Linked DNA regions of Mus musculus: region 1 is linked to region 2. The links are chromatin contacts, called in public HiChIP or PLAC-seq maps. All regions are on one chromosome and are shown on one strand. Each heading gives the region's core, a stretch centred on a gene start, on an enhancer-like site or on the middle of the called end of the contact. The rest is flanking DNA. Distances are from core to core; before and after follow the strand shown. Region 1 overlaps Tmprss11e (transmembrane protease, serine 11e). Region 2 overlaps Tmprss11c (transmembrane protease, serine 11c).

The links. HiChIP or PLAC-seq counts read pairs in DNA pulled down with a chosen protein or histone mark.
Region 1: a FOXA1 HiChIP or PLAC-seq map of pancreatic cancer cells shows a contact between it and region 2. The contact joins two enhancer-like sites. A contact is called at or near these places in 1 of 39 promoter capture datasets (embryonic stem cells), 1 of 115 datasets of contacts at active chromatin or transcription factors (pancreatic cancer cells) and 2 of 9 other capture datasets (adipose tissue and liver).

The regions. Positions count from the first base shown.
Region 1 is chr5:86,734,620-86,739,166 of GRCm38.p6, reverse strand. All of the region lies in intron 1 of Tmprss11e (transmembrane protease, serine 11e), which reads left to right. Among named protein-coding and RNA genes, the nearest start is that of Tmprss11e, 8.9 kb to the left of the region's middle. Within about 2 kb of position 3,171, at least 15 of the 459 cell types and tissues checked have an H3K27ac peak or open chromatin away from gene starts, as enhancers often do. A contact at or near this core is called in pancreatic cancer cells, where this site is marked.
Region 2 is chr5:86,243,023-86,247,627 of GRCm38.p6, reverse strand. The region is part of intron 5 of Tmprss11c (transmembrane protease, serine 11c); the gene reads left to right. Among named protein-coding and RNA genes, the nearest start is that of Gm25473, 8.4 kb to the right of the region's middle. Within about 2 kb of position 2,592, at least 42 of the 459 cell types and tissues checked have an H3K27ac peak or open chromatin away from gene starts, as enhancers often do. A contact at or near this core is called in pancreatic cancer cells, where this site is marked.

The DNA.
Region 1 (4,547 bases), core at 1,922-4,421, 490 kb before region 2:
TGGAGATGACAACTCTTCCCTCATCGTATCTGACAGAACGAGTGGTCAGAAACTCAGGTTGGACACAGAGAACCTGAAGACACTAGAACAATTTGGGCTGATTGACCCGTGCCAAACACTCTGCCCAATAAGGGCAAGAGTACAAATTCTTCTCAAACGCATACGGAAAATTTATCATGATAGAACATATTCTGGGCCATAAAACAAAGCACTGTACACTGAGCAACCAACCAGGCAGCACACATGAGCTGGTGTGGGGCCCTGGATACAATATAGCCGAGGACTGCCTGATCTGGCCTCAGTGGGAGAAGATATACCTAATCCTTGAGGTTCCAGGGAGTGGGGAGGCCTGGTCGTGGGCAAACATCCTTTTGGAAATGGAGGAGGAGGACTGGGATTGAGGAACTGTGGAGGGGGGACTGGGACAGGGGACAGTGGCTGGATTGTAAATAAATTAAAAACCAAAACAAAACCAAAAACCAAAACAAAACAAAAAACCAAAGGACAGTAAAATGTTCTAGAGTCAGCAGCTGGCCTCGTGTTTATAGGAAAAAGCTGTGCAGGATAGCCAAGGGCCATAGTTATAGGAGAGGGGTTATCAGGCAGGAGTTGTAGCCAGCATTCCATCATGGCTGGGTAGAAGACAGCCAGGAAGATTAATATTCAAAATCCTCACTTCTGATTATGATTGGCTGTAACAAGAAGATCCTTAATTGGGATGTCCATGTCTTGAAACGTTGTACTAAATTTATTATTTGTATTTCAGAAATTACATTGCTATTAGAAAACATTAAATAAAAGTAGGCTATCATCTCTTTTTCTGATATAGAATTTTCCAGAATCCTACCAACCATTTATCTTGAGGTTCTTTCCTTCTAAACATGGCATAGAATGGTAATCACATTACCACAGATAATCTGTTCTGTATATCAGTAGTGGGAGATTTAACTAGCAAAGACAGGGTAAGAGTAACTGTAGATGATGTCATTTAGTTTAGTGTAAAACAGGTCTGATGGCCAGCGGCTATGGGATGAGTAGCTGGTAATTAGGTACTTAGGCTCCTTTTCCCATGCTGTTCACCACAAATGAGCACATATGTTCTAAGTCACGATCTAAAAAGAATATTTAATCTCTAATTAATTAATATGTGTTCTAGTTATGAAATACGAATCAGGAGTCTAGACACCACAGTGGGCTCCATTGGTATCTACTTATTCACATGGCAAGTTTTCCTTCTCTCTCTCTATTTCTTTCTGTTCTTCCTTACTCTCTTTCTGTGGGACAGAAGATTGAATCTAGGGCCTTGTCTTAGGGTTTCATTGCCGTGAAGAGAGACCATGGCTCCAGCAACTCTTATAAAGGAAACCATTTAATTGGGGCTGTCTTACAGTTTCAGAGGTTTACTCCATTAGCATCATGACAGGAAGCATGACAATGTACAGGCAGACACTATGCTGGAGGAGGAGCTGAGAGTTCTATATCTTGATCTGCAGGCAGCAGGAGACGATACCATGCTGAGCATAGCTTGAGCATAGGAGACCTCAAAGCTTCCTCCCACAGTGACACACATCCTCCAACAAGGCTACACCTTCTAATGGAGCCATTCCCTTTGGGCCCAGCATTTAAGCACTCAAGTCACTGGGGGACAGAGGAGTGTTCCTATTCAAAGCACCAGAAGCCCTGAGCAGTCTAAACCAGACTTCAACCACTGTGTTATCTATCTCCCAGCCTTAATTTTATTTTTGAAAGTTTGAGACAGTGTTTCATTAAGTTTTTCAAGTTAGCTTCTGAGTATTTGGGATTATAGGCTTGTGCAATCAGACCTGACCTCAAATGGTGGCTTATATCAATGAAGAACACCTTTATCCTGCAGGTTCTCAAGTTTCCTAGCTATTTATTAAGGGAACATTTATTAAGGAAAAGGACAATAGTTGAGATAGGCATTTAGGGGTTTCAACTTCACGCACAGGGATGGAGCCACTGGACAAACAGGAAGCAGGTGAATACTCAGCTCTAAAGTTGGGAAGCTGAGTCGCAGCTGTGGATTTGGTAGCTATGAGTTTATAGATATAAATTAAACTCATGGATGTTGGTAACTATAATCGCTGGGGTTCTGATTAGAACACTTCATTGTAGTTTCAGGCTATTGATTTACATAGAAAATATATCTTACTTATATAAGTATTTGAGAATGTTAATAATGTATTAATATTAAAATGCCAAAACTTTTGAGTATGGTTAAGTGTGTAATGATGCACTTAAAGTTTAAATGTTAGCACACATATGTTACAGGTTGTTGTTTGTGGCAAGAAATTTGTTGAGTAAAGTCACTTCCTTTGAACAACCATATTATGATAAAAAGAGGTCTATGCATTTTCTAACTACACACTGTTGCTAAGGTAATTCAAATAAGGGTTCAGGATACACAGGAGCTTGTAGCTTGTTTAGGGGTCCTTTGATGATGGGTTTCTCTGCTTCTCAGGAAACCACAGGGCTTAGCTTCTGTTCCACCTGGAAATCCCAATTTTAAGCTTTATCAGGGCCAAAGATTTTAAAACCAGCTTAGAAAACAAGTATTTAAGAACCATAAGCTTTCATAGATTTGATACTTAACTGGTACATGTAATATTTTCAGGGGCTTTTATTTTAAATTGACACAAAACACAACTTATGGTAGATTAAAAACATTGAGAAGTGTCAAAAATGATGGGTAAAAGATTTCTTAACTTCCTTCCTATATGCATTTCCTAAAAGTAAAACTATTGATTAAAAAAACTACTTGTAGTGTCTTAAGTCTCTTGGCTTGTTGCATGTCAAACTGTCTGCAACTGTAACCAACAGAAAAACAGCACATTTGAAAAATAATATGAAAACTGGTTAGTACATTGAACATTAATTATAATAATATAAACATTATTTCTAGATTATCTGAGATATTGAACATTAGTTCAATGCTAATACTTATAAGACACTAAGGTAAATTTCCATTTATGCCCATTGATTCTTGAGAAAATAGGAGCCTATAACATCATATTGCTGGAGGCCGGGCTACTGGGAGTTCTATGATGTTTGCACTCAGATTTCTGTTCCAAGTAAGACTAAGACACAGGTCACTCCTCTTCAAGTTCACAGCCAGTTCCTGCTGTTGAGCAAACTCTCACAGCAGGATTAAGGTCAAAGTCTGAATGGGGATGTGGGAGGATCACAGTTAACATGACAGAGTGTTTGACTGTCTGAAGCTCTGTGCTCAAAGTGGCAGAAAAGTCTCCAACTCAGTTGCCTCAACCCTCCTTCTGTATACCCCTCCATGACACAGTAGTGTAGACATGGCTGGTAATTCCTGCCCCACCCCGTCTGAGAGGTACAGTTCCCCAGCTCTGGCTTCAGTGGTGTGCTTTGTTTGTCCTGCTATAGCAAATTGGTTTTTTTTTTCCCAAATTGTTTCTTCATGCCATTTTATTTTTTTTATCTTGAACAGAAGAGTTTGCGGACAGTAAACATTAGTGATACTAAAGCTTACAATAGATCAACTATAAGTGTAATCCTATCTAGACCTAACCATTCAATGGCATCTTTTTGTAAAAATTATGGTATTCCATCTATCCATAATTATTAATTTCTAGAGGTTGGGCACAGTGTCAGCATGTATGTCATTTGTGGTCTCCTGAGTCATAGCATATCTGGCTGGGAAGTTTATAAAGAGATGGACGGTAGGGTCATGTAGATCACATCCCGTCTGCACTGCAGACACACTACTAGCATTTACATAAAACTTTTATGGGGTCTGATGCTTTCATGTGCAGTCTTGCCAGCACTACTGCAAAAAAAATCACCTGAGTTTTGTGGTAGATTTAATACAGAAATGGTTAAACTATGGGGTTTGACTAATTTAATAGTTAAATACAGGATTTCTGTTAAAATATCTACTTAGAACCTACTGGTTTATCAAACAATGAGATATTTTAAAAGCCTTTTATCCCTACCATTCCAATAATCTTTAGCTATTTTACAATACAATAGTGCTTCTAAAATCTGGTCAGATATTTTAAAAGTTTATTGGAGTGCTTTATATCTGACTGATTTCATAGAGTTCCCTTCCTATCAAATTCCTTTTAATGAACTGTGATCGACACCACCAGTATTGAGGACGTAGTAAGTGTTAGGCAGCTATTTTTGCTTAGACGTTAATCATAGAGGCTGAAGTTTAGTATATTACATGCTGTGCATTTTATGGAGGCCTAATAATGGTGTTGCTAAACAACCACTCTGTTCTTTCCTATGGGTGCCAAAGAGAAGATACCAGATCAGGGCTTGTTTTTCTCCCTCTGCTGTATATTTTGTTTAGTTTTGTTTGGAGGCTGTCTTCTAGAAACCTCCCTGTGTTGTGGCATGACTGAAGGATTTGCATACTCTGTGCAAAAACCTTTAGTGCCATTTCCATTTTATTTATTTATTTATTTATTTATTTATTTATTTTTGGTTTTTCGAGACAGGGTTTCTCTGTGTAGTACCATTTTCATTTTTTAAATTAATTAATTAATTAATTA
Region 2 (4,605 bases), core at 1,343-3,842:
ATATCTGTTTTCTTTATGTTCTTCCCTAAGTTCTTTTTATGTTCACTCCATTTCTTTTCAATATTTTACAGTGGCTTATATACAAAAATTAGAAAAGCAACCAACCTGTAAATGAAAGTATGTCAGACTATTCACTAATTATAGAAACTTCAGCATAATAGTTTTTTAACTCCTACAGACATTCTTTTTCCCAAATTTCTGAGTTCACAACATAGAAAATGTAATAAAATTTCCCAAAAGATGTAGCTAACTATGTTTGTTAACATGTGGCTTCCAGCCATAAAAAAATTATTTAGAAACGATATTTCTTTGTATACTTTTTAATGTAGTTTTCAGTTTAGAGTTTGAGATACTTAAAACTAAATAATTATGTCCTAAATACTGCCCATTGTAAATATTAATCAGATAGTCACTATTTAAAGGTGGTTGTGATCAGTAGGGTACATAAGATAAACTACACTAAAATGTGCACAAAATTATTATGGAAATATTTATAGAATATTGCATAATGATATGATATAGTAATAAAATAATATACAAGTTATCCTCTGACCTTACATGCGACACCCATACATGAAACCTATCATCTGTGAAAACAACTCGTGATTTACCTAATATTGACTTTTATATCCTCATCATCAACTGTCAGCAGGCAAGGTATGTACTCTAAAAAACTAACCTACATCAGTCTGAGGAATGGCAAATGACACATCATGAGTAACTACAGGGCAATTTTCAGTCAAACTGGAAACAAAGGAAAGCAATTATCGAGGCTAGGTATACGGTCAGCTGACCCAAGTGTGGGGTGAGCCGCGCGTTCTGTTTCTGCTCAAGCGCCACCCAGCGCCATACTCTGCTCCTTTTAGTGCCGCCCGCTCACATTACAACTGTGTGTGCACTAAAATAGTATGGATAAGGACATAACTTTTGCATCTCAAAATACAATCTGGCTTAACACGTCCATATTCACTTACAGTTTCACAGTTTTCAGAAATTGGACAGTTGGACATTTTTAAATGTCCCTAAGAGAGTATGGCTGAATGCTTCTACGTAGAAAACCCAAGAAATGAATCTAAAAGTTAGAATTACTCAGCTTATTTAGAATGTGGATTCATGTAGAGTAACAAATTTACATAAATATCATTAAAGTCTATATAATTAATATATATAATTAATATATATTATTCTATAATTATAAATCTATATAATTAATGTTATGAATGAGCCTGCTACTACTGTAAAAAAGTAAAGTTATTCCTTGTTCTTAGAATTTTACAATTTGCTTCAGATTTTTTTCTCCCAAGGAAAGAAGTTTGCTAGAAATCAGATTGTAGAGGAGTCTTCCTTTTATAAATCTTTATCTAGCTATTGTTTGTTTGCTTGCTTGCTTGCTTGCTTGCTTGCTTGCTTGCTTGCTTGCTTGCTTGCTTTATTGAGATAGATCTTTCTATGTCGTTCTCTTGGCTTGGAACTCATTCACTAATGCACAAGCTAGGGTTAAAGAGTATAAGGGTATAAAGTGAGAGCTCTTCCTCCTCCTCCTCCTCCTCCTCCTCCTCCTCCTCCTCCTCATCTTCCTCCTCTTCCTCCTCTCCCCTCCTCCTCCCTTTCCCTCTCTGTCCCCCTCCTCCTTGTTCTTCCTTGAGACATAATCTCACTATGTAATTTTTGTTTGTTTTTGTTTTTTCGAGACAGGGTTTCTTTGTATAGCCCTGGCTGTCCTGGAACTCACTTTGTAGACCAGGCTGGCCTCGAACTCAGAAATCTGCCTCCCTCTGCCTCCCAAGTGCTGGGATTAAAGGTGTGTGCCACCACCATCCAGGACACTGTAATCTTGGCTGGCCTGGAACTTGCTTCATGTACCAGGCTAACCTCAAACTCACAGAAATCCAGCCCCTCTGTCAACTCAGTGTTAGATTTTAAAAAGGAGGCACCACCAAGCCCAGGACAGGAATCCTCCAGTCCATCCAAACTTGCTTCTCATGCTTTCCAACCATGAACACTAGAGAAGGATGTTCTACAATATTAATTAGAGAATATGTTTCAAATCTAATATTCAACCTCCAACCATATCATACCTATATATCTCTGGCCTTAAAATAAATTCCTCAACTCCTTCCCAAAAGAATATTTTGTCAGCCATTCAAATCCTCCCCTTTTGCTTAACGTTTGGTGGTGCATTCAATCATCTACAGGTCAGCCATAAAGCCAAACACAGGAAACTGGACAGAGCTAGACATTAATTTTAAGTTAATTATGAATGTTTGATTCACTGAGGATAAATCCATGTCTGTACTTTGATAACTTAAGCCCTTGGAGAAGACCAATGCCTGTTTGCTGGGCTGTCTGAGTTTTTAGTTTTCCTGTCCTATAAACTGGTCTGGCCTCAGCTTCACTCATCCCTTAGCCATGGAGTACTGGAATTACAGCTGTGAGCCACCACTCCCAGGACTCTTACCATCCTTTGATCCACATCTTCCTTGGCAGAGACAGAACTATTGTTTTTTATGACTTCCTCAATGCAGTCCACAGTAAACAGAGTCTCTTAGGTTACCATGCTGAAGTTGTGGTTGGGAGGTCAAGCCACAAAACTTCCAACCTCTGAGTGTGAGTCAGAAGACTTAAAAGGTAGGAAATGCAGACAGCCACCACTGTGACTCAGTCTGAAAAGAAACTGGCTTAAGTCGTTTCTCAATTCATTGTAGCTGGCCATCCACACATGGAAGTTATAGTAACTATTCTCTGTTAAGCTATGGAACAGCACCACCTTTAAAAAGCAAACTACATATCTAATACATTTGTTTTCTTTGGCAAGGAACACAATAATAAAGAAAACCTCAAGAAAAGAAAACACACAAATACCATGGAGTTTTAGAACTATCAATTAAGATTATGACAATAATTGTCCAGTCCATTTAAGTTTCTTTCTAAAAATTTCAATATGATTTTATAAGTTGCCAAGCATCAAAAATTCAAAACTAAACTATATATACCATGTCAAACACAAAACAACCTCTGGAAAATAGCAGTAAGACATCTCCTCACGTAGGCGTGGCCCCTTTCTTCTCTAGCCCAGCTGACTGCTAAGTGCCTTTGCCTTTCATTTAGACAGGTCAGCATCTGGTAAAGGATTCTTTTGTCTTTCTGATTTATTGTGCAACCAACTGTAAAATGGCAAGTGTAATGGACATGGAGTTTGGACACTTCTTCCTGGATTTGTAGAAATCAAGAACATCAAATGAATCAGCATAGACATTTATAGTGTTTACCTTATCGTACAGTTGATAATGCCTTTTTGAACTCTTTAAGTAAAACTGGCTAATGAAGTGACAGTTTTCTACATATGAGATTTGACATGTGACTCATTTATTTTCTCCCTCTCCTCTTTTCCCACATCAATTGAGAAAATTTGAGATTCTGTTCACAAATGGGCTGCATAGCAAAACTATCTGTTATAAATGATTCTTTTCCAAATCTATCCAGGAATGAGAAGAAAATTTTAAACTATGTCTTATTGCCAAGTTAAACCCTTTTGATCCAAACTAAATGGGCAATGGGACAACAAACAATTGAGCCATAGCACACAAAGAATGTAAATTTTATAGTATAGTAAAAATTCACTTAACATACACACACACACATACACTCACACACACACACAAAATGCTAATACTAAACCAAAACTACTACCTGACCCAGATGTTCCACACATGGACACACATCTAAATGGCCCTAAGTTGGCACATCCATATGTATTACAGTGTTGCCCACAAAAGCCAAGATATTGACCAGCCTAAATATTCATCAACAGATGACTAAAGAAAATGTGATGCCTACATAAAGGGGGATTTTGTTCCTCTGTGAAGAAGAATGACATTGTAACAGCGGCAGGAAAATAGCCACAATATCGAGTATTAAGTTAAGAGAAACAAGCCAAACGCAAAGACACAAATACATCTTCTCTCATTTGTGGAGCCTTGATGGAAAGTGTGTGTGTGTGTGTGTGTGTGTGTGTGTGTGTGTGTGTGTGTGTGTGTGTGTGTGTGTGTTGTGTGGCAAATTTATAAAAAAGGAGGAGCTCTAAAGGGTTGAGGGAATAGGAACAAAGGAGAATAATGGAGTACATGTCAAGAAAGCAGAAACGTGGCCTATGTTGGGAAGAAAAAGGGAAAGCCAGATGAGGAGAGGCAGAATAGAACATTGAGAGAGAACAAGAACAAAGTTTAACTGTACGTGTTATATGTATCTGAAAATATCACAAGGAAACCAATGTCTTCATATGTTAACCAAAACATTCATTTCAATTTTAAAAGTGCAGTAAAGGTAACATCTTAGTTCATAGGATTATTGTTAGGGTGTCTTCTAGGATCTGATGGAAGATTACCACTTCTCCTATATTTTAGAGCATTTCAAAAGTAAAATTGTTTTGCAAATTATGAGGAACTTTAGTGTTTTAGAAGTAAGTATAAATATTTTATTTTTTTATATATTAGTTCACAAACAAAACTGGCAATCAAAATAGATAAAATGTTTACAAGTTATTGCCAAAACAACATAAGTACAATTCATTTTAAAAATAAAATGTGTTTATAAATGTAAATAATT